Linked DNA regions of Mus musculus: all the other regions are linked to region 4. A link is a contact called in public Hi-C and promoter capture Hi-C data. All regions are on one chromosome and are shown on one strand. Each heading gives the region's core, a stretch centred on a gene start, on an enhancer-like site or on the middle of the called end of the contact. The rest is flanking DNA. Distances are from core to core; before and after follow the strand shown.

The links. Promoter capture Hi-C pulls out the DNA fragments that hold promoters and counts their contacts. Hi-C and Micro-C count contacts between places; a contact is called where the count stands out from the background.
Region 1: a contact with region 4 is called in a promoter capture Hi-C map of pre-B cells. The contact joins the promoter of Aptx here to the promoter of Zfp292 in region 4. A contact is called at or near these places in 3 of 39 promoter capture datasets (cranial neural crest, liver and pre-B cells).
Region 2: a contact with region 4 is called in a Hi-C map of the G1E-ER4 cell line, with 3 times the contacts expected there. The contact joins the promoter of Dnaja1 here to the promoter of Zfp292 in region 4. A contact is called at or near these places in 6 of 39 promoter capture datasets (cranial neural crest, frontonasal cranial neural crest, liver and 3 more) and 1 of 484 Hi-C or Micro-C datasets (the G1E-ER4 cell line).
Region 3: a contact with region 4 is called in a promoter capture Hi-C map of pre-B cells. The contact joins the promoter of Smim27 here to the promoter of Zfp292 in region 4. A contact is called at or near these places in 8 of 39 promoter capture datasets (the C10 cell line, the HPC-7 cell line, cranial neural crest and 5 more).

The regions. Positions count from the first base shown.
Region 1 is chr4:40,700,270-40,706,618 of GRCm38.p6, forward strand. Aptx (aprataxin) reads right to left here and starts at 2,925. Exons shown (of 8, transcript NM_001025444.3): 1 at 2,868-2,925.
Region 2 is chr4:40,717,332-40,723,797 of GRCm38.p6, forward strand. Dnaja1 (DnaJ heat shock protein family (Hsp40) member A1) reads left to right here and starts at 5,137. Exons shown (of 9, transcript NM_008298.6): 1 at 5,137-5,302; 2 at 6,372-6,466. The coding sequence starts at 6,382. Gm6297 (predicted gene 6297) reads right to left here and starts at 5,510. Exons shown (of 3, transcript NR_077226.1): 1 at 5,301-5,510; 2 at 4,163-4,336; 3 at 2,823-4,063. It overlaps Mir207 (microRNA 207), which reads left to right and starts at 5,586; the gene lies at 5,586-5,664. It also overlaps a transcript of Aptx not described here.
Region 3 is chr4:40,267,516-40,273,736 of GRCm38.p6, forward strand. It overlaps Smim27 (small integral membrane protein 27), which reads left to right and starts at 2,064. Exons shown (of 2, transcript NM_001349093.1): 1 at 2,064-2,204; 2 at 2,523-2,713. The coding sequence starts at 2,160. The coding sequence ends at 2,627. It overlaps Topors (topoisomerase I binding, arginine/serine-rich), which reads right to left and starts at 2,326. Exons shown (of 3, transcript NM_134097.3): 1 at 2,159-2,326; 2 at 789-986. The coding sequence starts at 2,161. It overlaps Ndufb6 (NADH:ubiquinone oxidoreductase subunit B6), which reads right to left. Exons shown (of 4, transcript NM_001033305.3): 3 at 5,295-5,339; 4 at 3,076-3,332. The coding sequence ends at 3,264.
Region 4 is chr4:34,879,532-34,885,118 of GRCm38.p6, forward strand. It overlaps Zfp292 (zinc finger protein 292), which reads right to left and starts at 3,417. Exons shown (of 8, transcript NM_013889.2): 1 at 3,227-3,417. The coding sequence starts at 3,388.

The sequences.
Region 1 (6,349 bases), core at 1,675-4,174, 5.8 Mb after region 4:
CGGGGAGTTCAGAGCGGATTAACAATTTACCAATTCAGTTCAAAGTTCTCTGTCAGTCAGAAAAGGCCTCCAAAGCCACCAGGTCAGAGAAGGCCAAGAGCCAAGGGGACTGAGCAGGAAGGACTGAAACAGGCATCTCGGGTTAAAGAGCACACGTGACAGTGCAGGCTTCCACAAGGAAGTGTGAGTCAGGAGAAGGTGGACTTGGCTGCACCAGACACGCCGCCTCAAGTGTCACTCAAAAAGAGGGCAAAGTAGGGGAAGAACACCGGGACAAGAGGCTAAGCTCCAACACAGTCAGCAGGAGACAAAGCCAAGCTTTACATGTCAGAGGATGATGAATCAACAGAAGCCCAAGAATACCTAGCCAAGGGCCATGTGTAGGCAAAGGAGTGCAGGGAGCTGGGATCAGAGACAAATCCAGAAGCTGCTATTAAAACAGAGGCCAGAAAGTCCAAAAGACAATTCAACAGGTCTCTGAGGGGAGCTGATACGAGTATAAAGTCAGCTGTTCATCTAAGATCTAAACCCCGGCCTAGTGGTGATGGTACTGCAGGCAGATCCCATTTATAATGCTACCTCCCATGGGGCATCTGTTGGACCAGCTACAAATTGATGGCTGGGCAGGTAAGAGACAGGAGAGTGAAGCATGTCCTTACTGGGTATTGAGAAACAAGTCTTATGATTGACAAAGAAGCCAGCAGACAGTGCAGCTTCTGAGTAGGAAGAGAGAATCCAGTGAACAGATAGGAACATGGCAAGACGATGGAAACACACTCCCTTCTGCCACAAAGTTCTTAAGTTGTGATGCTCCGATGCACTGCTTCCTGTGGAGCTGATGCAGTTACTGCACAATGCTTACACAAAACCTTAAACAGCAGGTTGGCCCATTTGGGCCTCCAGACCCAATCTGTAGGAATTAATGACTGCAGAATACAAGAACATAGCTGGGTTTGTTTAAAGTAGAATGCCCCAAAACAGAAGTTCATTCTACCATTCCCTCTCCCTTCTGCAATGGCCCATTTGCTGACTACACCACTGGTTACTATGCCCTGATTAATTCTGGTTGGTTGGTTTTCCTTTTTCCAGACAGAGTTTCTTTGTGTAGCCTTGGTTGTCCTGGAACTATAGACAAGGCTGTCCTCATACTCAAGAGGTTCACCTGCCTCTGCCTCCCGCTGGGATTAAAGTCATGTACCACCAACACCACCCAGCTCTTTTTTCCCCTTCCCTTTTCTCCCTCTTGCTCCAATCCCGCTTGCTCCAGGGCCCACTCTCTCCGGCCCATAGGTTCTTTATTTGTTTCTCATTACAGATGAGCCACCATGTGGTTGCTAGGATTTGAACTCATGACCTCCAAAAGGTGCTCTTAACTGCTGAGCCATCTCACCAGACCCCACCTAGCTATTTTTGAGTCCTAGGTGTCTTAGTTAGGGTTTCCATTGCTATGAAGAGACACCATGACCAAGGCAACTCATATAAGGACAACATTTAATTAGGGCTGGCTTACAGGTTCAGAGGTTCAGTCCACTATTATCAAGGTGGGAACATGGCAGTGTTCAGGCAGACATAGGGCTGGAGGAGCTGAGAGTTCCACCTCTTGTTCTGAAGGCAGCTAGGAGAAGACTGGCTTCCATGCAACTAGGACAAGGGTCTTAAAGTCCACACCCACAGTGACACACCTACTCCAACAAGGCCACAGTTCCTATTAGTGCCACGCCCTGGGCCTAGCATATACAAACAATGACGTTAGGAAACCCAAATGACAGGGCAAGTGACATGAGGCCAGAAATCTATCTTGAAGCGCTGTTAGCACAAGAATTTTCTTCAACAATGGAAATGTAGTAAACCTTCAAGCCACACTGATAACTGAGCTTTTGAAGGGCCATTAACACAAGTAAGGAACTGAATTTCCAATTAAACTTAAAGTTGCATAAGCACAAGTGAGTGTGGACTAATGTCCAACACAGACTTGAACTTAAGACTCTCAGCTTCTAATTTCTCAGAGGAATTAGGCTAAGTATTTCACAGACTGGCTCCACTGGCCAACATCCTCACTCTTCCCTCCCCAGACATACATGCAGGCACCTTTACCTGCACATACCATCTTTCAAGAATGCAGCATGGCTCCTGGCTAATACAGGATATCCAGAAGTTTGAGGTTAGACTACCCTACATACTGTTACCCATCTTGAAGAAGAAAAAAAATTGTCCAAGCCCAGTGGCAAACGCCTGTATCCCATCACTGGGAGGTAGGGACAAGAGGATCAGAAATTTGAGGAGGCCAGCTGGGCTACAGGAGACCTCTAAAATTAAGTGGGGAGGAAGGGCCTCTTACGAAATCCCCAATATATGTCGATTTCTCAAAAGTAATTACCCAGCAATTCCAAATTGGTGTCATTTCAAAAACCCCTGCTTTGTTGAATCTCTGCATTGTAAAGAGAAAGACCTTACACTGCTTCCGGCATTCTTAAGGCCCGCTGGGGACACTGCTAGTGCACCTCGAGTTACTCTTGGAAGGCGTTTCTGGCAGAAACACTTTCCTGTCAGGCTGAACAGCCCCGCTGCATGGACTTTGTCCACTCTTATCTCTAAATCTTTTCATGCTGATCTGGCAGCCAACTAGGTACAGGAGCCGGGTGGGGATGGGGGGCGGGGAGGGTGGGAGGCCGGAACAATGCGGCGGAAACAAAACTCTGAAACACGCCCACCTGAGCAAGACCAAGGGGTGGAGCCTAATCCGCCCAGAAGAAAGAAACCTCGAACTCCACCCTCAAGGTCACCGCTCCGAGTTAGCAGCCCGGGCCAAATGCCCCTGCCCGCTTCTAACCCAGCAAACTACGAAGGCAGGCGGACCATTAACTTACCTCGACTGTGGACACCCACAAACTTCACGCTGCTCTACTGCGCCTCGCCGCTTCCGGTGCTGAGAGATGACGTCACAAACGGCTGCCTAGCAACCGGTGATGATTCCAGTATCTTTTCGAGAATTGGCTGGAACGTTTTCTCGCCCGATACCCAGGTAGAACAGTGGCGCTAGCCGCTAGTTGTCCCCCGTGAGGATAGCTCCTTTGCTCGCAGCCTCCCGGTTGTCTGAATCCGGAGAGATTTCAGACAGCAGTCTTCTGTGGCTCATCTACGCAGCCATGTCGCCTTTTAGCACTTCCTCCTCAGGAAGCTTGCTATAAGTTAAAGCCATCTTTGAAAGGGAAAGAACGAGGTTGGAGGTAGTGAGAGAAATTCGTTCTGTAGCCCAAATTGGTCTTGAACTCGCGAGAATCTCCTTAGATTCCCCCAGTGCTGGGATTGCAGATGTGAGCTACCAAACACAGCTTTGAAGCCATCGTTTAAACTACAGGCTGGAGTGCCTTACCACCCACGTTAAAATTACACTTTTCTTTCTCTCTATAAGGAGAAAAAAGACTGAAGAGAGAGACAGAGGAACCCTGCTAAGATTTTTTTTTTATGATGTCTTCTCTAAATGAACTGAGGGCAATCAGCAGGAGGTTGGGATGACATATGTGTACTGATTTTTATAGCAATTCCAGGACGTTCCCTGAAAGTCTTGTATTGTAAATCACTAAAGACTTCTTGGCAGATGAAAGAATTCCTATCTCGTGAGTAAAATCAGAGTGTAGAATCTGAAACGCAGTCGAAACTGAACCTTACGGAGGCCCCCTTTTTTGGGGGTGGGGGGGTTGTTTAGACAAGGTTTCACTGTGCCCTAGACTAATCACAAACTCAAGATCCCCTGCGTCTACCTCTGAAATACTGGGATGACAGGTCTTCGTCCCCACTCTCAGCTAAGAGCTCTTTTGTTTCTTGATCAAATGGGTTACTATTGTTTTCTTGAAAAAGCAGGCTCCACTGTCTGATGGAGATGACAAGACAGGATGGGAGGATGTCCCTGAGAGCAAGGGAAAGCCGTGCTTTTGTTGACAAAGAAGATGCGGGTGTATGTTAGGATCAGAGCAGGAAGGGAGGAGGAATCTCAAGCTGTACAAACCTCAAGGCTGAGAACGTGGTCCATAACTGCCTAAGACATCAAGGCAGATCTGGTGACCCGACAGTTTGCGTTTTCCCTCAGGATTAGGCCTCTTAGCCAAGACTTCTACGCAGTCTCCATTGTGTCTCGTACAGCTAAAAATTAAACTGGGTCATTTGTGCAGAATTGAGCAGAGTTTTCCTAGCCACTGTATTAGGTCTATTCCATTGTCTGCAGTGCACTGACCAGAAAAGCAAGGTTGTTTGGAACAATGCACGGTCAAGGGCGTGGCAGGCACTTAAGACATTCACTGGGGTTCACATTGCTAGGGGACTACGCACCAAAATTTTTTCAGTTTCTCTATGAATCAAACAACTACTAATTTTTGTCACCCTAAAGCCCCACTATTCTGCTCTTAGCTTCCATGGGTTTAACCAATCTGGAAATACCATTTAAGTGAAATCATGTAGTGTTGGTTTTTGTAATCATTTTCTTTCACTTAGCTAGGTGTCAAGTTTCATCTACAATGTGGCACAAGTCAAAAGATCCTTTTTAAGGCTAATGTTTTTCTTTGGGTTTTTATTTTTTTAATACTTTTTAAGATTTATTTTATTTATATGAATACACTGTCACGGTCCTCAGATACACAAGAAGAGGGCATCAGATCCCATCTACAGATGGTTGTGAGCCACCATGTGGTTGCTGGAATTGAACTCAGGACCTCTGGAAGAGCAGCAGTCAGTGCTCTTAACCACTGAACCATCTCTCCAGCCCATATTCTTTTTTAATTTATTGATTTTTAATGTGTGTGAGTGTTTTTCGTGCATGTATGTCTGTACACCATGTGTGTACCTGGTGCCTGAGGAGGTCAGAAGAAAGCAGATCCCTGGGACTGAAGTTATAAGAGACTGTGAGGTGGGAGGAGTAGCCAGTGTTCCTACTGATCCATCTCTCCAACCCCCTATTATTCTTTCTTGTTTGTCTTCCCCCCCCCATTTCTTTTGTTTGTTTGTTTGCTTTGTTTTGTTTTGTTTTTCGAGACAGGGTTTCTCTGTATAGCCCTGGCTGTCCTGGAACTCACTTTGTAGATCAGGCTGGCCTCAAACTCAGAAATCCACCTGCCTCTGCCTCCTGAGTGCTGGAATTAAAGGCTTGCGCCACCACGCCCGGCTTTCTCCCAATTCTTAAAGACAGGGTCAAGGCTGACCTTAAAAGATCGCCTTAAATTCCTGATCCTCTTGCTTTGGGCTGTTATTGTTGTTGTTGTTGTTGTTGACAGGGCCTCACTATATAGCTCTGGCTGTCCAGAAACTTTTTAAGTAGACCAAACTGGCCTTGAACTCACAAAGTAAATTCTGCCTCTTGCGTACTGGGGTTAAAGGCAAGCACCACCATGCCCAATTTTCTTCAGTTTCCCAAGTGCTGTGATGGACTTTTGGGTTGTTCCTGTCTTTTGACTATTGGGAATAATGCTATATTTATGAACATGGATGTTCAAAACATCAAGATCTGTCTTCAGATACTGTGGAAAGCAGAATTGTTGAGATAGATAGATAGATAGATAGATAGATAGTGTGTGTGTGTGTGTGTGTGCAAGTGCATGTGTAGGCCAGAAGAGAATATCAACTATCTTTTTCATTCTCCACCTTAATTTTTGTTTTGTTCTGTTTTGTTTCGTTTTTGTTTTTGTTTTTGTTTTCTGAGACAGGATTCCTCTGTGTAGCCCTGGCTGTCCTGGAACTCACTCTGTAGACCAGGCTGGCCTCGAACTCACAGAGATCCACCTGCCTCTGCTGTAAATAGAGGACAGTGACCATGCCAGGCATCCACCTTAATTTTAAGATGGCGTCTCTCACTGAGCCTGGAGCTCACCAGTTAGGTTAAATTGGCCCATGAGCTCCAGAATCATCCTCCTGCCTCCGCAGCACTGGGATTATAGGCACAAGCTACTACACTGGTCTCTTTACATGGGTGCTGGAGATCTAAACTTAGGTGCTGGGGCCTCTGGAACAAACACTTCACCAACTGAGCCATCTCCCAGTCCTGGTCATTTTATTTTTAATACTTTGAAAGCTTCCATAATGCTTTTCCATGGCAGCTGCATGGTCTGACATTCCTCTAACAGTGCCCAGACACAGCTTCTCTGTGTGCTTGCCAGCACTTGTTATTTGTAGCTGTTTTTGTTGTTGAAAGCAGCCACCCACAATGGTCTTGATTTACAGTTCCCTGATGGTTAGGGATGGTGCTCTTTTTATGTGATTATTTTTCCAGTTGTGTGTCTTCTCTGGAGAAATGTCCAAATCTTTTGGCCATCTTAAATTCAACTTACTGGTATTTGTGTGATATTGTTGGAGTTGGGGGGAG
Region 2 (6,466 bases), core at 3,887-6,386, 5.8 Mb after region 4:
ATCACAAGCAGCTGGAAGTGGCAGTGGGCAGCAACCAAATAGTAGTGAGTCATACTCTCTGCTAAGGAATAGGAATTTTATTTCCGAAGCTCTGGTTGATTTTAGGAATGGAATGATATAATTTCTAACAGTTGACTCTTTTTTTTTAAATTGTATTTGATGGCGTTAGGGTTTAACCTTGGGACTCCAGGTATACTAGGTGAGCACTCTACTTTTTTTTTTAAATACTTTTTATTAGGTATTTTCCTCATTTACATTTCCAATGCTATCTCAAAAGTCCCCCATACCCTCCCACCCACGCCCCTACTCACCCACTCCCACTTTTTGGCCCTGGTGTTCCCCTGTACTGGGGCATATAAAGTTTGCAAGTCCAATGGGCCTCTCTTTCCAGTGATGGCCGACTAGGCCATCTTTTGATACATATGCAGCTAGAGTCACGAGCTCCGGGGTACTGGTTAGTTCATAATGTTGTTCTACCTATAGGGTTGCAGATCCCTTTAGCTCCTTGGGTACTTTCTCTAGCTCCTACATTGAGGGCCCTGTGATCCATCCAATAGCTGCTGACTGTGAGCATCCACTTCTGTGTTTGCTAGGCCCCGGAGCACTCTACTTCTAAACTATACCCCAGACTGATCACTCATCCCATATACAGCCTGTGAAATAAAAATAAGGCATAATGTTGAAGATGCAGCTCAGTGGCAGCAGACCAGCACATGCTTAGCAAGCATAAAGCTTATTTAGCAGAATAAGAACAAGAAAGAGGAGTGGGGCCGGGAGGGCAGGAGGATAGGAAGGGAGAGAGAAAGATCTTCGAAGAGGATTCTCTATGGCTTGGAACCAAAGGAGGTCATGGATACACAGGAGTATGTCTGGTTTACTTTTTCTTTCCTTTAAAGAAAATACTGTATTTTGATACCATGTAGCCCAGGCTATCCTCAAACTCCTGGGCTCCAGTGATATTCACGCCATAACCTTCAGAGTAGTTAGGACTACAGGCTCTCTCTGCCACCATACCTGGCAGCCTTTAAAGAACCAACAATAAATATAACACCTGAATTTTCCACACTCCTGGAGAGTGAAAGGATGTGGAACAAGCATGCTTACAGCTTTTTCTAAATTGTACAGTATTTCATCTATGAGACCCAACATCTGAGATGATGGGAGCATGCCCAATATGCTCAATGACCCCAGCCTGGAATGGCTGAGGAACCTGTGAGCAGTGGCCCAGAGAGGGCTCTCTCTCCTGTTCCTCACCTCTGCCCTCCCTATAAAAAATGAAGAGAAGCTGGACAGGGTTCCAAACTAGGTGGAGGCAGGAAGATAAGGAGTTCAAGGTCATCCTGAACTACACACCAAATTCAAGCTTGAGGCTAGCCTGGGCTATATGAGACCCTATCCCAAAAAAAGCAAAAGAGAAAAGATGGGAGTAGGGGGTAACTTAAATGAAACATCTGTACTGCTTGGGCACATTATAGACACCTATCAGCAGACAGTCTCTCTCTTACCCTGTCCTCACACAGGCACTTACACTACCAAGCTAGACTTGGAGGCTGAGTGAGGAGCCTTTTGTAAAGGGGAATGAATTAATATAGCTTTAGGGCTGGAGAGATGGCTCAACAATTAAGAGCACTGACTGCTCTTCCAGAGGTCCTGAGTTCAATCCCCAGCAACCACAATAAGACCATATATATATATATATATATATATATATATATATATATATATATAACCATTATATATAATTAAATATATATAATAAGACCATATATCCACATATGTATACACACACACACATACATATATATATGCAATGAACGAGAAGGAACTGAGCACAAAGGCCAGGAGTGGCGGCTCATACCTGTAATCCTACCTAGCATTTGGGAGGCCGAGGCAGAAGGACTGACCTGAATTCAAGGCCAGCCTGGGCCACAGAGTAAGACGGGAAGTATGGGATTTTTTTATTTTATTATTTTAGGTGTATGTGTGCTTTGTCTGCATGTATGTCTATGCACTGCACACATACACTGCATAAAAAGAAAAAAAATTTAAAGCAATAAGATATTAATTTCTCACATACGCCCCTAAACAGGGTCTCAAATATCCCAAGCAGCCTCAAACTTTCTATGTAGCCTCAGCTGGCTTGAACTCCTGAGCTTTCTGCCTGAGCCTCCCAAATGCTGGGATCACAGGTAGAAACCAATGCATTTGATAAGTTTTTACTTGTAAAGCTGGCAAAGATTTAACAGAATAACAAGAGATAATTACATACTTGCAAGGCCCATTCACACATGCTGGAAGCAGTTTGAATGAGCATAAAAAGTTGTTATAATTTTCAATTTGCACTCACATTGGCTCAGCAGGTTTAGGTGTTTGTCCTAAAGACGTATTTGCAGTAAGTGTGGTGGTAGGGGCCTACAATCCCGGCTCTTTCCAGGCTGAGTCAGGATTGCAAGTTTGAAGACAACCGTGTTACATAGAGCTCTAAAGATTGACTATGGTGGCTTGGGCCTGTGAAGGATGAAGGGTCAATGGCCCCATGCCTCCGGTGAGCTGAGACACCCCCACCCCACTTTTTCCCCTTTTATTTTCACATCACTTCAATCAACTCTTATCTAACAAAGGAGATCATGGCTTAGAGGCTGGCTTGGACTACACAGAGGGTTTGAGGTCTCAACTTTATGAGGCCTATGCGAGACTGAAAAAACACAAAAGAAAAATAAAGTTTGTATGAGTACCTAAAGCTGTATTTGAAGATCTTCAGCACTTCACCATAAAACATTGGAAACCACTGAAACATTCAATAGAGATCAGGCAAACCACATCAAAAAATAACAAGGCTGATTTATTTACCCCAACAAAATAATCCGTTGTAAACAACACATGCAAGATAGTTTTCTTTTTTCTTCTTGCAGTCCTAGGAATCATACCTAGGGCCTTGAACAGAATAAGAAGCACTCATTCTATGTGTTATATTCCCACTCCAAAGACGGTGTCACACCTAACTCAAGTGATCTTGAGTTCACTAGCCTCCTGGTTCTGCTTCCTAGTTCTGAATTTTCAGAACTACCAAACTAAGCTAAGATCTCATTTCCACACAAAATTATCACATATGAAGTTGCTGGTAATTTTCGAGGTTTTTTGTTTGATTTGTTTTGAGACAGGGTCTTTCTTACTCTGTAGCTTTGGCTGCCCTGGAACCTGCTATGTAGACTGGCCTGGCCTCTATATTAGAGATCTGCCTACCTCTGCCTTCAGAGTGCTGGGATTAAAGGCAGACTTTATCAGCCTAGTCCTGCAATTTTGGTTGGTTGGTTGGATGGTTTTGGTTTGGTTTTTTGTTTTTAATTCTGGTTTTTAATCTCATTACGAGTTAAGTTCCTTGAGAGTAGGGGCCATGGCTTACAAGAGTTTTGTATTGGCAAGGCCTAGAGTATGCCTGGCATAGTAGATATTTTACTCAAAAGTGTTGGCTTAAAGCAGTAGTTCTCAAACCTGTGGGTTTTGATCCCTTCGGAAAACCTTTGGCACATATTTATATTACAATTCACAGCAGTAACAACATTGCAGTTATGAAGAAGCAATGAAAATAATTTTATGGTTGGGGGACACCACAACATGAGGAGCTGTAATAAAGGGTCGCAGCGTTAGGAAGGTAAAGAGCCCCTGCTTTAAAGACGTAACCTATTGATAGATGTGATATCTGAGAGGGTAACACGTAAGCTGAGAAAAGATGTTTCTCAACCAAAACCACAGCACATCATCAAAAAGTCTGTAAGGGAAGTGGCGTAGCTTTAGTGACCACAACAGAGTTTAGTGAAAGCAGTAACGGTGGAGAGGCAGGACAGCTCAAGGTAGAAATCCCAAAATCCGGAGGTTTTTAAGACCACGAGCTAAAGATGTCTTTGGGTAGGTTTGAAGACAGCCTTTCCAGCTCCCTTAGCTCTGGCTACATCCAATTACCTGTGATCTCCATAAAGCACTGAGACAGCCGCTCAGCTGGTAACGCACTGAAGACTTGAGTTGCCCGTGCAAAGGTACGAGAGAACTACAATGGTCCACAAGCCTAGAAACACACAATAAAACGAACATTTAAAGAATCTCATCCCACACTCTGCACTTCCATTAGGAAGTGTGCTTAACTGCTTCTTGTTCACCTGCTGACCTGTATTTTGTGATTTCTCTTATAAGTTTTTAGCTTGTTCCACTTCCAACGAAAGTCCAAGCAAGAGGCCCCGCGGTTAAGAGCATGTACCACCCTTCACAACTGCTCAGAGACAGGAGATTTCAGAATTTGAAGCCAGACTTAAGACTCCATGCCTCTGGCTTCCTTGGGCACCTACACACACACACACACACAGAGGATTCAAAATAAATCTTTAAAATATGTGAACTCTTTCAAGCTTACACCTCCACTTCTTTGATGTATCTATTGTGTTAGTGAATAAGAAAAACATTCACTCTGTCCTTTGAAAGCTTAAGATTCAACTTTGCCAACTATAGATTTTTGAGTCACCAACTGGAAATAAAAACGGTCAGAGAATTAAAACAATAAGCTAAAGCAATTAATTTTGCTTTTGGCCGCTCCTCTGCGGCCAAACTGGGTGGAAGACCATGACCCTCCGTTAGCATGAGGCATTCTAAATGTTTTCCTGTTTGGTGAAGTCCCAGATTCCCTCCGCCCAAGTCGTCAGAGCCAAAAGGATCTGAAGCCTGGGCCAGGCTCGTCCAAAAAGCTCTGACATAAGTGCGCTTGGGTGAAACCAAAGCCTGCGAGGCTGGTTTAGGGAGTAGGCCCGCCTTGCTCAGCATTTCTTGCCCGCAAGGCTCAGAGCTAAGGAGCTGGAGCTGCAGAAAATCAGACTCGCAGCCAGGGCTGGGTTCCACCAATCCCCTTCAGCACAGCGCGCACAACGCCTGAAGCACTCGTCCCCGGCTTACGGGCTCTGGGACATGACCTCTCCACCTCAAGACTTCCGCACTCTGGTTCCTCGCAATAAGAAAAAAAGCCTCTAGAAAATTCTACGAGGCTCGGGAACCCGGGCTTGAGTCCACCCCCACAAGGCCCTTGGGCGCAGCCACTTCCCGCCCCCGCGCCGTTGCCCAGGTAACCGAGGGGCGGTGGCAGCGGCGAGGGGCGGGACTTCCGGCAAGTGACGCGCCGGGGCTCGGCTACAAAAGAGGTCGGCTGCGGCGGGCCGGGCGGAACTTTCCAGAACGCTCGGTGGGTGGTGGAGGAGCAGCGTGTGGCTGAGCTGCGCTGTGCTCCGCTCCTTTCCGCTCTCCGGCGCCGGCCCGCTCACCGGTGAGTCTCCGGCCTCCCTCGGTCGCGGCGTGCGGTCTGGACCCCAGACAGCCGGGGAAGGCGCAGCCGGAGGCGGTTGGTCCCGCGTGGGCGGGGACTGCGGGTTCCTTGAGCCGGCCTCGGGCTTCGGAAGGCTGCCGGGAATGCCCGGCGCCCTGCCCGCCCGCACGCCTCGAGGAGGTCCAAGGCCCAAGCCAATTGGCCTCCCGCCTCATGCTCCTTGCTGCGTACCCCCGCGCTCCGCCGCCCGGGCCGGGTGGGCAGCGCTGCGCACGCGCGGAGCAAGGCAGGGGTGAGGGGCTGCGGGAGGAGCCGGGCGGAGGCTGCGGCTTGCGCTTCTCCTGGCTCTCCTCCCTCTCTTTGTTGAGGTTCGACCTCCCCCCCCCCTCCGCCTTTTCGATCAGGGTGGGAGGGAGAAAGGAAGGAAGCCTTAACGGTCGGCGCCGGGGGGCCCGGGAAACCCAGAGGGCGAGCCAGCTTCCAGGCCTGCGGGGCGAGAGTGGGTAAGCTGCGAGCGAGCAGGAGCAGGATGGCGACGGGGCCCGGGCACCTGCTCCCTGGAGCCGGTCTCCTAAGCCACTCCTCCACCCCCGGGAGTCCAGTGTCGCTTTCCGGCGAGGGTATGGCCTTTATCAGATGTACAAAGGCAGCGGTAATGTACTAACCAGTGGACGGAACCTATCAGTGCTGCTGTGGGTTACTAGCAAAACCTCTGGGGAAAGGAAACCGGAAGAAGCCAAATAATTCATGTGTTAGTGCAGTAGAGTCTGAACCAGCTGCGAGAGAGGCTTTCCTTCGCGTTCCCTGAAATCTATATTTTAATCTGTTCGAGTTTACAGCTGAATCATATCAGGAATTTTTTTTTACCTTTTAAGACGCGTAGGGAAGGCTGTATTAGTATGAAATAAATGCAAAAGAACAGATTGCTTTAGCTCTGGTAGTTAAAGACTACCCGTTAAGAGCCAGTCGTGGCGCACACCTTTGATCCCAGTGCTCAGGAGGCAGAAGCAGTTGGATCTTTTCTACAAAAGTTTAAAGCTGGTTTAAAATTACCATTTTCTGGTTTCAGGCTGTAAAAAATGGTGAAAGAAACCACTTACTACGATGTTTTGGGGGTAAAACCCAATGCCACCCAGGAAGAATTGAAAAAGGCATATAGAAAAT
Region 3 (6,221 bases), core at 814-3,313, 5.4 Mb after region 4:
CCAAAATAAAAGGGGTGAGGGTTGCTTGGAAGCTAGCCCCGTGAAAGCCTCTCCTTCTAGATACGCATTGAGTGTGACTGACTGAAGAGCCCTGCACTTTGCATTCCATCTATTTCCAAACCCTCAAATCCTCTCAAACGAAACACTCTACCCTGTACTAGCTCAACTCTTAAGACACATACGTTTTTTCCTTCTTTCTCCACTTTAACATAGGACGGTGCCCAGTAGAACTGCTGCTTCCCAGTTCCGGTCTTAATCTCCGTGCCTTCAATCCCGTAACTGCCCCTCTCCAGTCTACCAATCAGAATCAGCAGCCCATGAGCAAAGGGCACTAACTAGATGTGTAATAAAGTCACAAGGCATACAAGCCCTGCCCACAATGTGTAGCACTGCACAACTCCTCTAGCCTTAACAGCTTCCTTAGTCCAAAACTACTGTCTCGGATGGAAAGACAACCACACCATGCATGTTACATAAACACGACCAACTGAAATGCTGATCCCATTTCACAGACAGGGTCCAGGGCTGGGGACCTACCAAGGTCACACTTCCTAACAGTGGCAACTGTTTTGCGCCGACACACAGCTCTATCCCGTATTCAGTTGCGCTCCAGCCCTTCAGGCAGTGCAGGGAGACACTCCCCTCGCTTGCCCACCGGTGCCGATCCACAGGTGCCCTGCAGCGTGGCGACCCCAGCCCTTGGGAGCTCCGGGTGGAAGAAGGCCCAGACCACAGGGCTGCTCCAGGGCCTACTGGAACCCCTCACCCATTGTTCCCGGCCGACTCACCTCCGAGGACGCGGTGGCAGGAACCGCTGGGCCGTTGGAAGCCAGCTCCCGCCGGCTCAGTAAGCTCGGCCGGTGGCGGCAGGATCCGCGAAGGCGTACCCGGCGGCTTCGGCGCCTCCCCTCCTCGGCAGGCACCAGAGGGGGCGCTTCACCCTCCTCGCGAGACAGCGGAGACCCCGGTGGCGGCGGCTGCGACCCCTATGACGTAGAACGTTCATCACCCACAGGCAGTTTGGAGGCGGAGAGAAGGCGAGACCAACCCCCCGAGCCCGCGCAGCAAAACACCGCTCCTCCACCCCCTTCCCCCGAGCTCTGGGCGCATGCGCCAAACCGCTGCCGCACGCAGGAGGCGGGACGTTACGGCACAGACCCCGGACCCTGCCCTGCCCCCACCGCGGGGGGGCACAGCACAAACTCCACAATCACAACCAAATATGCAGAAAGGCTGCCTCAGTATCAGTGGAACCTCACAAACTTCAACAAGTTGTTAGGATTCTCTATGGTGCCACGGGAACTGGACTGAGCTCCCAGAGCACCCTGGTCCTTCCGTCTATTTCAGCTGGGTTGACCATCAGGCATTTCTTTTACCCCGCCATAACTCCCTGCGGCCCGCTTCCCTCTTTCCACTCTCGGAAATCTACACTAAAAATGTATCTGACACATCTGCGCCCAAAGCCGAGCGGCCCAGCCTCTGCCGGCCAGGCTTCCACTCTGCACACCACCAGCATCCTGATAGTTGGCCTGCCAAGCTGCCTTTCTCGGGACTTAGTATTTCAAACTTGCTGCAGTCCCAAGCATTCGACAAACTGCCCGTCAACACTTGTTGGCCGGCAGATCCACCATGCGGGCTACCTGTACAACATATTTGAAAAGATTTCCAGCCATCAGCGATAATATTCTGTTTGTTCTTGGTGAACGGCTCAACTAACAGTTCCCAACGATGTTTTTGTTACGTAAAAGATGTTTAAGTCAAGCATAAACATATGAAGGTCTATCCGCATTTGGTGGAAACCGATGTGGGTGTGGGACGGCAACTTTGATTCTTCCACCGTGGACTATTTTCCAATAAACTTTTATATGCACACGATGGCACACTATCTTGTATTAATACCGCACTGCAAATGCAGGATAAAGCAGTTAAGGAATTCCTATGTGAGCGCAAAAAAGGCGCGATCTTCACATTTTCTCTTTTATTCCCTCTGCTGCCTGAAAGGCGGGCTAGGCCCGGATCACGTGATGTGTTCCAACTCCGGGCGGAAGCCCGCGGGAGCGCGCAGAGTCCCGCTGAAAAATGGCTGCTGCATCGGGGTGCAATGCGCCCGCGAGCAGGCTGTAGGGCCCTTGCCACCCCGTCCCCGCTGCTCCCTTACCATGAGGCCGATGAGTCGCCGAAGCCTGGACTGGACTTACTCCCTGGTAGGTACCGAGCAGAGCGGAGCTCCAGAGCGCACCATGGCAGGGCCCGCGAGCCGAAGGTAGACTGTTGGCTCGCAGCTTGGAACTCCAGAACCCATTCCTAAATTGAGCGTTCACGCCCTGCCCTCGGCTCCGCCTCTTCCTGGAGGACACGCTTTTCCGCCTCTGACGTCAGGGGTTGCAGGCCTGCTTGCCTCTGGGCTGCACTGTGTTAGAGGCATGTGATGCCTTTCCACCTGTAGCTGCTTGCTCGGGCTACACAGGGAAAGGACCCGGCACATTGATTTCTTCTTTTTGCTTTTCCTCCCCTCCTTTTAGTTGCTCCTTGCAATCGTCTTGCTCTCTTGGGGATTCGTCATCTATGCATCGACTGTAGCTGCACGACGACAACTACAGAAGGAGTTTCCAGACAAGTTCTTCTGAACGAACTTTTGTAATTCTTAGCAAACACTTCTTTTCTTCAGATGGCACCTATGTAGACTCAAAGTAAAATTCACAATACAAATTTGCGTGTGGCCTTTTGTGATAAGCGTTAACATGCCAATTTTTCAAAATGATCGGACAACACCCCCCCCCCCCTTTTTTTTTTTTCGAGACAGGGTTTCTCTGTATAGCCCTGGCTGTCCTGGAACTCACTTTGTAGACCAGGCTGACCTTGAACTCAGAAATCCGCCTGCCTCTGCCTCCCGAGTGCTGGGAGTAAAGGCGTGCGCCCCCACGCCCGGCTCTATTTTGTATCAGGTCATAGCTTTTCATTCTAGTGCTCAAACACTTCACATCCTCATGTCAAATCAGTATGTAAACAACACTGTGACTAAAATGTGTTTTGCATCCTGTTTATCAAAATGGACAGAAAAAAGTAGCTAATAGCTCTGTTTAGTATTTGTCTTTTTACTGTTAGTCTCAAATCATAGAACCTTTGGACAGTAACACGGACAGTGATAACACTCTGAGAATAAGCTTTATTAATTACTTTTCCAGGAAACAGATTCAGTAAATACAGCACTTTAGGAACATACTTGTGCTGTTACACAAGTCTGTTAAGTTTTTAAGGACTCTTCAATGATGTTGATCAGGAAAATCTCTCATTGGTGGAATTACTTCTCCAGTCTCCAGAATTGTATCACCCTAGGGAAAACAGGAAGTGTTTAATAGAGATTTTTCACCAAATATACATTTCATTGTAAATATTCCAACATTTGCTCAACACAATAAATGACTATAAAGATACTTTCTTTACATTTGTTAAATTTAAGCCAGGTCTGATGGTGAATTAATCCCAGTGCTCTAGAGGTAGAGGCAGGCAGATCTCTAGTTTGAAGCTAGCTGGTCTACATAGCAAGTTTCAGGGCAGACAAGACTACATAGATCGACCCTGTCTTAAAACAAACAAAAAAACAACAAAAAGAATCCCCAAAAAAGGCCATTAAAATTATTTTGCATTTTACCTAAAACATTTCAATTTAGGTGCTAATTTTTTACTTGTACTGATTTGTAAATGAAGCTAAAAAAGATTAATCAAACTATTACATGAGGACTTAAAAATTAAAAGGCATACTAAAGTGCATATTTAGACGGTAGACTGTAGTTCTGAAGCATGGATATACTTGTGAGACTATCTATCTCCACAATCAAGGTAATGACATCCTTCTGATTACAAGATTTAGTATTTTATTCCTTCAATCTATTGTCTCAACATCCACCTCCAAGTTTCAAAAATACTGTGCATAGATGGTCACTCTATGCTAGTCCATGTTCAGGCACTGCATGAAAAAGCTAGTTATGCTCTATTATTCATTTTAATAAGGGCTGGGACAAACAGACTGGGAGGACAGCCTGACTCATACTAGTCTATCCTATCAGGAAGAAGGAAACTTGTTCTGTTAAGCCAGAGACTTGGAACCCTGTCATGGCCTGGTCTATTCTAGAGGACACAGACGGTCTTCAGTTTCTCAAAAGAGAGACTCTGGGGCTGGTGAGATGGCTCAGTGGGTAAGAGCACCCGACTGCTCTCCCGAAGGTCAGGAGTTCAAATCCCAGCAACCACATGGTGGCTCACAACCATCTGTAACAAGATCTGACGCCCTCTTCTGGAGTGTCTGAAGACAGCTACAGTGTACTTACATATAATAAATAAATAAATCTAAAAAAAAAAAAAAGAGAGAGACTCTGGAACTGGTCAACAACACAGACACAGAACAGGACAGCTGTAGCAAAAGAGGACATTCAGAAAATAAAGAAATGCTACGAAACCACTGACATGGCTTTGTAAACAGAGCCTGTCTTCTCCTTTGACCATGAATGGCATCATAAACATATAATTAAATAATCAGGCAAGCAAAGAATAAATAAATATTAGTCAGCTAACAAAACCATCAAGTTAATGCCCAACTTTGAGGCTGCCTGGGGTCTGACATACACTGATTACAGGACATTTCTTGTTAGTTTGTAAAGCAGAGTTCCAGGGTGGACTGTTAGCCAAATTTGATGGTTCTCCCTAAAAGTCTCCTTTTGCGGCTCTTAACAGATAACTGTAACATATGCTACTTAATTTAAGTTTCAATTTACCATTATGGAGGCTCATTCATTACTCACATAGTAGCAGTCATTTATTGCGTTGAACAACTTGAGTACTAGTATTAAAGGCATGAGGGAATTTTTTAAATTACTTTTAGAGCTTACATCTTTGTAACATAAAATTGAAATTGACACAAATGTGTCTTAACTTCACAGATTGAGAACTATAAGCATAAAGCCAAAGAAGTTAGAATCTGGGAATGACAGAACCTCAGCTGTTAGCTGCCTGTACATCTATCTCTTCAGGCTCGTGCTGTAATTCTTGACCCCTGAGAAACCTGGTGGTGCCTCCTACTGTAGGGCAGTCAAGGTCATCAAACAAGGTGGAGACATACAGTATCCGCTCCTCATTTTCCACCATCACACCAGCCCTCCTCCCTTCCTCCTATGATACACAAACTGCATTTAAGCTGACAGTAAGAAAAGACCATTTTATTGTGATGAACTTGGCAATCACTTGTAGAAGTGGGGAGGGATAACATACAAGCAAAAAACTGGAATTTTGAGACTTACTGGAAATATCCTGGGCTTCGAGCTAACAATGGTGTATGGTTTAGTCTGCAATAAAAATAAATCTGTGTAAGTTACAGGGTTAGAAATTTTCTGAAAATATGGTAGATCTTTCCCAAATATTTTTATTTAAGTCTCCAATTTTCCCAGAACTCTGGGCGCATATTAATTAAACACCTCCACTTAGCTGTCAGAGCTCCAACTTGTGCACTCAACAACACAGCATCATATTCCAAAATGGATCAGATTTCTGCTCAAAGTTTCACAACCCTCAAAAGAAAAAAGATGGAGTCCTTGCTGTGACCTCTAAAACCCAGCAGGATTCACACCTAGAAAATCATTTGACTTTCTACACTCCCTCCCTTATTGTCCCTTAGTCACAATGGCTCCTTAGCTAATAGTCCAATCAATAAAGCCTAGGATGTCCCAGGGCTTTTGTGCTTCCTCTACCTGAAATATACTCCTGGTTATCTAGTTTTTCCCTCTTCTCATTCCAATTAGGTACCTTTTACTATCACCTCTGCAGAGAGGTCCAATTAAACCAGCAGCTCCCGGTCATGCTCTATTCTTTCACCATGCTCAATCTCTTTTAGAGAACTGAACACCTCTTATAACAACATATGTCTCTTATTCATGTGCTTACTGCCAGTCTCCAAGACTAGAATAAGCCTTTCACGAAGCAGGGACACAATCTGTCTGCTGTGTATACTGCTGTACCCACGTTTACAGTGCTTTGCATACAGAAAGAGGCATTTAATATATAAATTTGGATAAACTCATAAAGCATGTATGTCTACATAAGATACCATATCAAAATATTTAAAAATTACTGGCATGATGTAAAACATAGCATTATATAAGGCAAGAGGGCCAAGATTATGAGAGAAACATAAGACTATAATACGAGGAAAATAAAATATCTTTATTATA
Region 4 (5,587 bases), core at 2,167-4,666:
TGGCTGGTTTTGTGTGTCAACTCAACACAAGCTGGAGTTATCACAGAGAAAGGAGCCTCCCTTAAGGAAATGCCTCCATGAGATCCAGCTGTAAGGCATTTTCTCAATTAGTGATCAAGCAGGAAGGGCCTAGGCCACTGTGGGTGGTACCATCCCTGGGCTGGTAGTCTTTTTTTTTCCCCTTTCTTGGTTTTTCCAGACAGGGTTTCTCTGTGTAGCCCTGGCTGTCCTGGAACTCACTCTGTAGACCAGGCTAGCCTCAAACTCAGAAATCCATCTGTCTCTGCCTCCCAAGTGCTGGGATTAAAGGTGTGTGCCACCACTGCCCAGCCTGGGCTGGTAGTCTTAGGTTCTGTAAGAAAGCAAGCTAAGCTGGACAGGGGAAGCAAGCCAGTAAGTAACATTCCTCCATGGCCTCTGCTTCCTCACCTGCTTGAGTTCCAGTCCTAACTTCCTTGGTGATGAACAGCAATGTGGAAGTGTAAGCTGAATAAACCCTTTCCTCCCCAACTTGCTTCTTGGTCATGATGTTTGTGCAGGAATAGAAACCCTGACTAAGACAAGAACTAACTCCTGCAAGCTTCCCTCTCACCTCTGCATGCTGTGGCACATGCACAGAGATACACACAGACACAAATAAGTGTAAATATAACAGAGCAATCTTTAAATAAGCACAAAATTGAGGACTTTAAAACTGAGCCTCAATGCTGACAGAATATTAGCTCAAGTCCAGTGACTGCCAAACGTTTATTTATCCTGGCTTTCTAGAAGCATGTGGACAGCCCAGGTCTACCGGAGAAAGACATAAAAAGGTCGAACTGTAATTCCAAGGTTAGAAAACAGGATTTAATTTCTAGCTCCCCCTACATCTAACATTACATCCCATGTTAACTAAGACAAAATTCTAAGGATATTTGAGTTGGAGCCCAACCCCCACTCTCTCTTCTGTCTTATGCTATTATCTGGAACTCACTATGTAGCCCAGGATGGCCTTAAACTCTGACCTGCCTTCCTCGGCCTCTCAAATACAGAATTAGAGCTCTGGAGATCACTTTTATAATTTATAATATTGGGGTAGGGAGCATAAATCAGTCTTTAGCGAACAAGCCTCGAACCCAAGAGACACTGGGTTTGCCCCTCAGCCAATACACCCTCAGTATGAATTACTATTTCTAATTTTTGAAAACCACCAATGATTACTTCATTACTATTTGATTTTTATCAGCAAGGTAATAAAAAATGATTTATATACCTTAAGATTTATCACTTAATAAAACCAATATCGAGTTATTTTTTTTAACTGTTTTATTCATTAGAAGTAACTTTAAAATGCCAGGCAGTGGCACCTGACTATAATTCCAGCACATGGTGGGGCAGAGGGTGAGAGGGGAACAGGTAAATCTCTGAGTTCAAGTCCAGCCTGGTCTACAGAACAGCCAGGGCCACCCTTCCCCCCCCCCCAACACACACACAGACAATTCCTGTCTTAAAAAAGACAAAACAATAAACAAGAAGAATTTAAAACCTGGTGATGTACCTAGCATGCTGTACCTAGTACCATCTTAACCACAACCACACACACAGTGATACTTGTGCATCAATCTCAAAAACGAAAGAGAAAGCTATACTTATACTCTTTATCGCATGAGCCTTCATTTTAACAGTATTATCAATCCTTAAATCATCAGTGGATTCTACTAAGGAATTAATATCCCGAACTAAAGTAGACTTTAGTCTGCTCCCAACTGCTCATGGTGGCACAGATCTGTAATCCTAGCATTTGGGATGGTGAAGTAAGACGACTACCCAAAATTAATGCCAGCAAGGAGAGCATGGAAAGACTGTCTCAAAACACCTCCTCCAGAAGTGGACTCCATTTACAAATGAAATCTTGGCCGGGCGTGGTGGGGGCGTGGTGGCGCAGGCCTTTAATCCCAGCACTCCGGGAGGCAGAGGCAGGGGGATTTCTGAGTTCGAGGCCAGCCTAGTCTACAAGGTGAGCTCCAGGACAGCCAAGGCTACACTGAGAAACCCTGTTTCAGGGGAAAAAAAAAAAAAAACCAACAAACAAACAAATGAAAGCCTTATTTGTAAATTCTACTAAAATAATTTCTCAGGCTTACGATGGTGGGCAATTTCAGGGCATAGAAAATAGCAAATTTCAAAGTTTCTTTAATACTAAGGTTTAAAACAATGACTCTGTAATGTGGCCTCCAGATCTGACGAACTTTCTGACTGCATATATTTGCAGACAAGTCATCCTTGGTCCTATTTTTTTTTTTTAAATAACGAACCATCAATGCATGAGCATAAAATGCATACGGCAATGGGGCTGCTTCTGTATGTGATCAGATACCCTAGAAAGATAGATTTCAGCACCTGGAGGCTGGCAAGTGAAAGTATCCCTGTGAAATCCTAAAATGCTCCACCATTGTTCAAATCTCAGTGTTTCCAAAACAAAATCTTAAGCATGACACATCCATTAGGTTTCATGCTTTATGTAAAAAACGGCCTCAACTAGGCAGTTTAATCAATGTTCTCCCTCCCTCCATAGTCAGCACACGTTAACTGGGGAGTCTTAAGACCAGATGGAGATCCAAACTCTGATATCTGTCATAAGATAACATTTAGAATGTTACTAACATTCTAAATCCTAGTTAGAAAACGTTGCTGAAAAGCAATGTCCTTGGGCAAGAAAAGAATGGGAAGATCTGAAACTGACCCAAGCACAAATCCCTTGTCAACCAAAGACACTTAACAGGAAAGAACCCAAGAAATGTGGGGGTGGGGGTGCACGGGGGGGGGGCCGGAAATCGTACTCTTCCGGAACGTAAAGGCGAAACAGGCACTGGTAAAGCCGCCCCCAAGGGACGACTGACTATGGAACGGTGACAGCTCCTATGCACCGCGGAGAGCAGCCAGCAGGAACGGCCGCAGCGCAGACGCCGCCGCCACTCCCAGCTTGCAGGTCCGGCGGGATTGGCTCGAGAACATCAACAAAGACCCTCCGGTCGCAGCCTAACCCAACAACAAAGGCCGAGCGACTGCGCGCGACGGCCGGCGGCGACAGGGGGACTGGCGCGCGGCGGGCAGCCCGGCGCCCGCGGCGCAGCCCGGGAGCGTGCACGGAGCCCCGAGGCCGTCCGGCCCAGCCTGGCCGCGGAACACAAAGACGCGGACCGCCCGCGCTCCGGCCGCCGAGGCCCGCGGAGGGGGAGGGGCTCACCTGGCACAGCTGGCGGCAGTAGGCGGCGGCGGCCTCCACCGCGGGCTCCCGGCTCTCGCATAGCCGCCGCTCCAGCTCTTGCAGCCGCTCGCCCAGGCGCCGCAGCTCCGCCGCGCAGCCGCCACCGCTCAGGCGCTCCTGCTCGGCCTCATCGTCCGCCATCTTCGCAGCCCGCTCCGTCGCGTACGCACCTGGGTCACGTGATAACACAATGCCACGTTCGGCGGGGTCACGTGCCCGGTGCGCTGGCACGCCTGGGCGCACGTACAAAGGCCGGGTGTGGGGCTGGCGACCGCCGGGGCAGTGCTGCAGCGAGCTGAAGCTGAGGCCTCTGCTGCTGCGGCGGCGGCTAGGGCCAGGGCCAGGGCGAGGGCAAGGTCTGCGGAACAGCCGGAGGCCAGGGCAGGGTGGAGAGCTGGTGATTGCCCTGGTTCTGGGCCAACCCGAGAACGCCTCCTGGAAACAAGCGCTCTAGGTGTTGGAGGGCACACACACACAACAATTGGGTCAGAACAAAATGAGAGGTTCAATTCTCATTCTGGGAAATCAAGCAGCGAACACAAGAAAAGAATAGTGTGGAGAGAATTCAAACAGACCGAAATGATTAATGTTGTAACCCGGTGGTTTTTAAGGCACAAAAGCTTTTCTAAAATCTGGTTACCGTTACGCGTTACAAGAATCCACACCGAATCTTAGTTTGGGAAAGTAGGTCGAAGGAAAGAACACAATTAAGGATGCTAAAGTAAAAAAAGGAACACGGATGTCAAATAAATGCCAGTAGCAACCCTCCTCTTGGTGCTGCAAAACAGGTGGCCTTCTAAGCCGTATTTTATTTGCAAGACGAAAACAGTATTTGGCATTAGAATTGGAGAAGAGAGCTGAGTGTTGTGTGCACGGTTGTAATCTCAGCACTCGGAGACGAGAGGTTCAAAAGTTCATCCCTGGCTACATAATATTTCCTCCTCCAGCCTATGCCAGATGAGTTCTTACAAATTTAAAGGAGTAGGGGGTAGAATAAGAGGTAGTCGGAAAATCAATGTGCTTAACCATAAATTTCATAATCAAACTAATAACAAACCCAGTGTTTGAGGGCTAGGGGTGTGACTCAGTTGACAGAGTGCTTGCCTAGCTCCGTTCACTGCATAAACCAGGCAAAAGGCACGCAACTGCCTGTTTAATCTCAACCTTCCCTGGTGAACGCCAGAGTATCAGAAGTTCAGAGACTACACTATTTTGCCAGTTTCAGGTCAGCAAGAACAAATAGACAAACAAAACAAAACACCCCACAACCTACTGTTTATTTAAGAGGCAAGATGTCTGCCTTACAACTGAATCCTTTTAAAACAAACAACAGCGTTGACACACCTGGTCATTTTACTGTTGTGTTCTGACTGCACTGTATTTTTCTAAGGATAGTTATCTAAAATGAACAACCAGCCTGGAGGTTGGCTCTAGCAGAACTGCAGCACGAAGGAAGCTGGAGCTGAGGGTCTCCCGGTCCAGTCCGCCCGGGCTACATTGTAATGCTGGGTCTCAAAAACATAATTTCTACCGTATCCAGTAGCCTTTTCAGGAAATGTATATAATAAAGCCAGATGTGATTCTAGTCCTCACAGGTGACGGGAGGAGGACACTTAGTGGAAAATGTTCTCTGAATACTGTGTTGTTCCAGCGAATGTTTTGTAATGCATGCTTTTAAATCATTACATAAGATGAACAAGCACAAGGCAACCTTACAGAAAACAGCATCAATACTGCACATTAACAAGACAGAATCCTCTAATGCTTGCATGTACATGAGACCAGGGGAGCACACTGTAAGGCTAAGGATTTCCTCTATTGGATTGAACAGTGAAAAAGAGTTGAAGAAACAAATGAAGGTAGCTGTTTTGTCTTGCCCTAGTCCCTGTAGATACTCTACCAATGAGCTGCCCTGTACCCTCCTTGCTTAAGATTTTAAATTTTGCAGTTCATTTTCCCAGGTTATATATATAGTTCAGGTATTAAAGTTCCATCAATGTATGCTATTTTAGGATTCCAATGAAAATTATCAAAAGAAATATGTGATTAGCCAATGCACCAGTAAATGCAAGGACTGTACAATAACTAAAGGCTAGGAAGCTTACCTTTTCTACAATTCAACAGTAATGAGTTACACCACACTTCATTTACAGGAAGGAAAGTGTGTAGCAGCAGGTGTGGAGAGAAAGATCCAAAGTGAAATATGCCTGAATAATGATTTTTTAAATTATTACATAGGGCTAGGGTGTAGCTCGATGGCAGAGCACATTCCGGAGACTCTGGTAATGGGATGGGGAGGGGGTACCTAGTAATGTCATTCCTACCTTCAGGCCATGATAC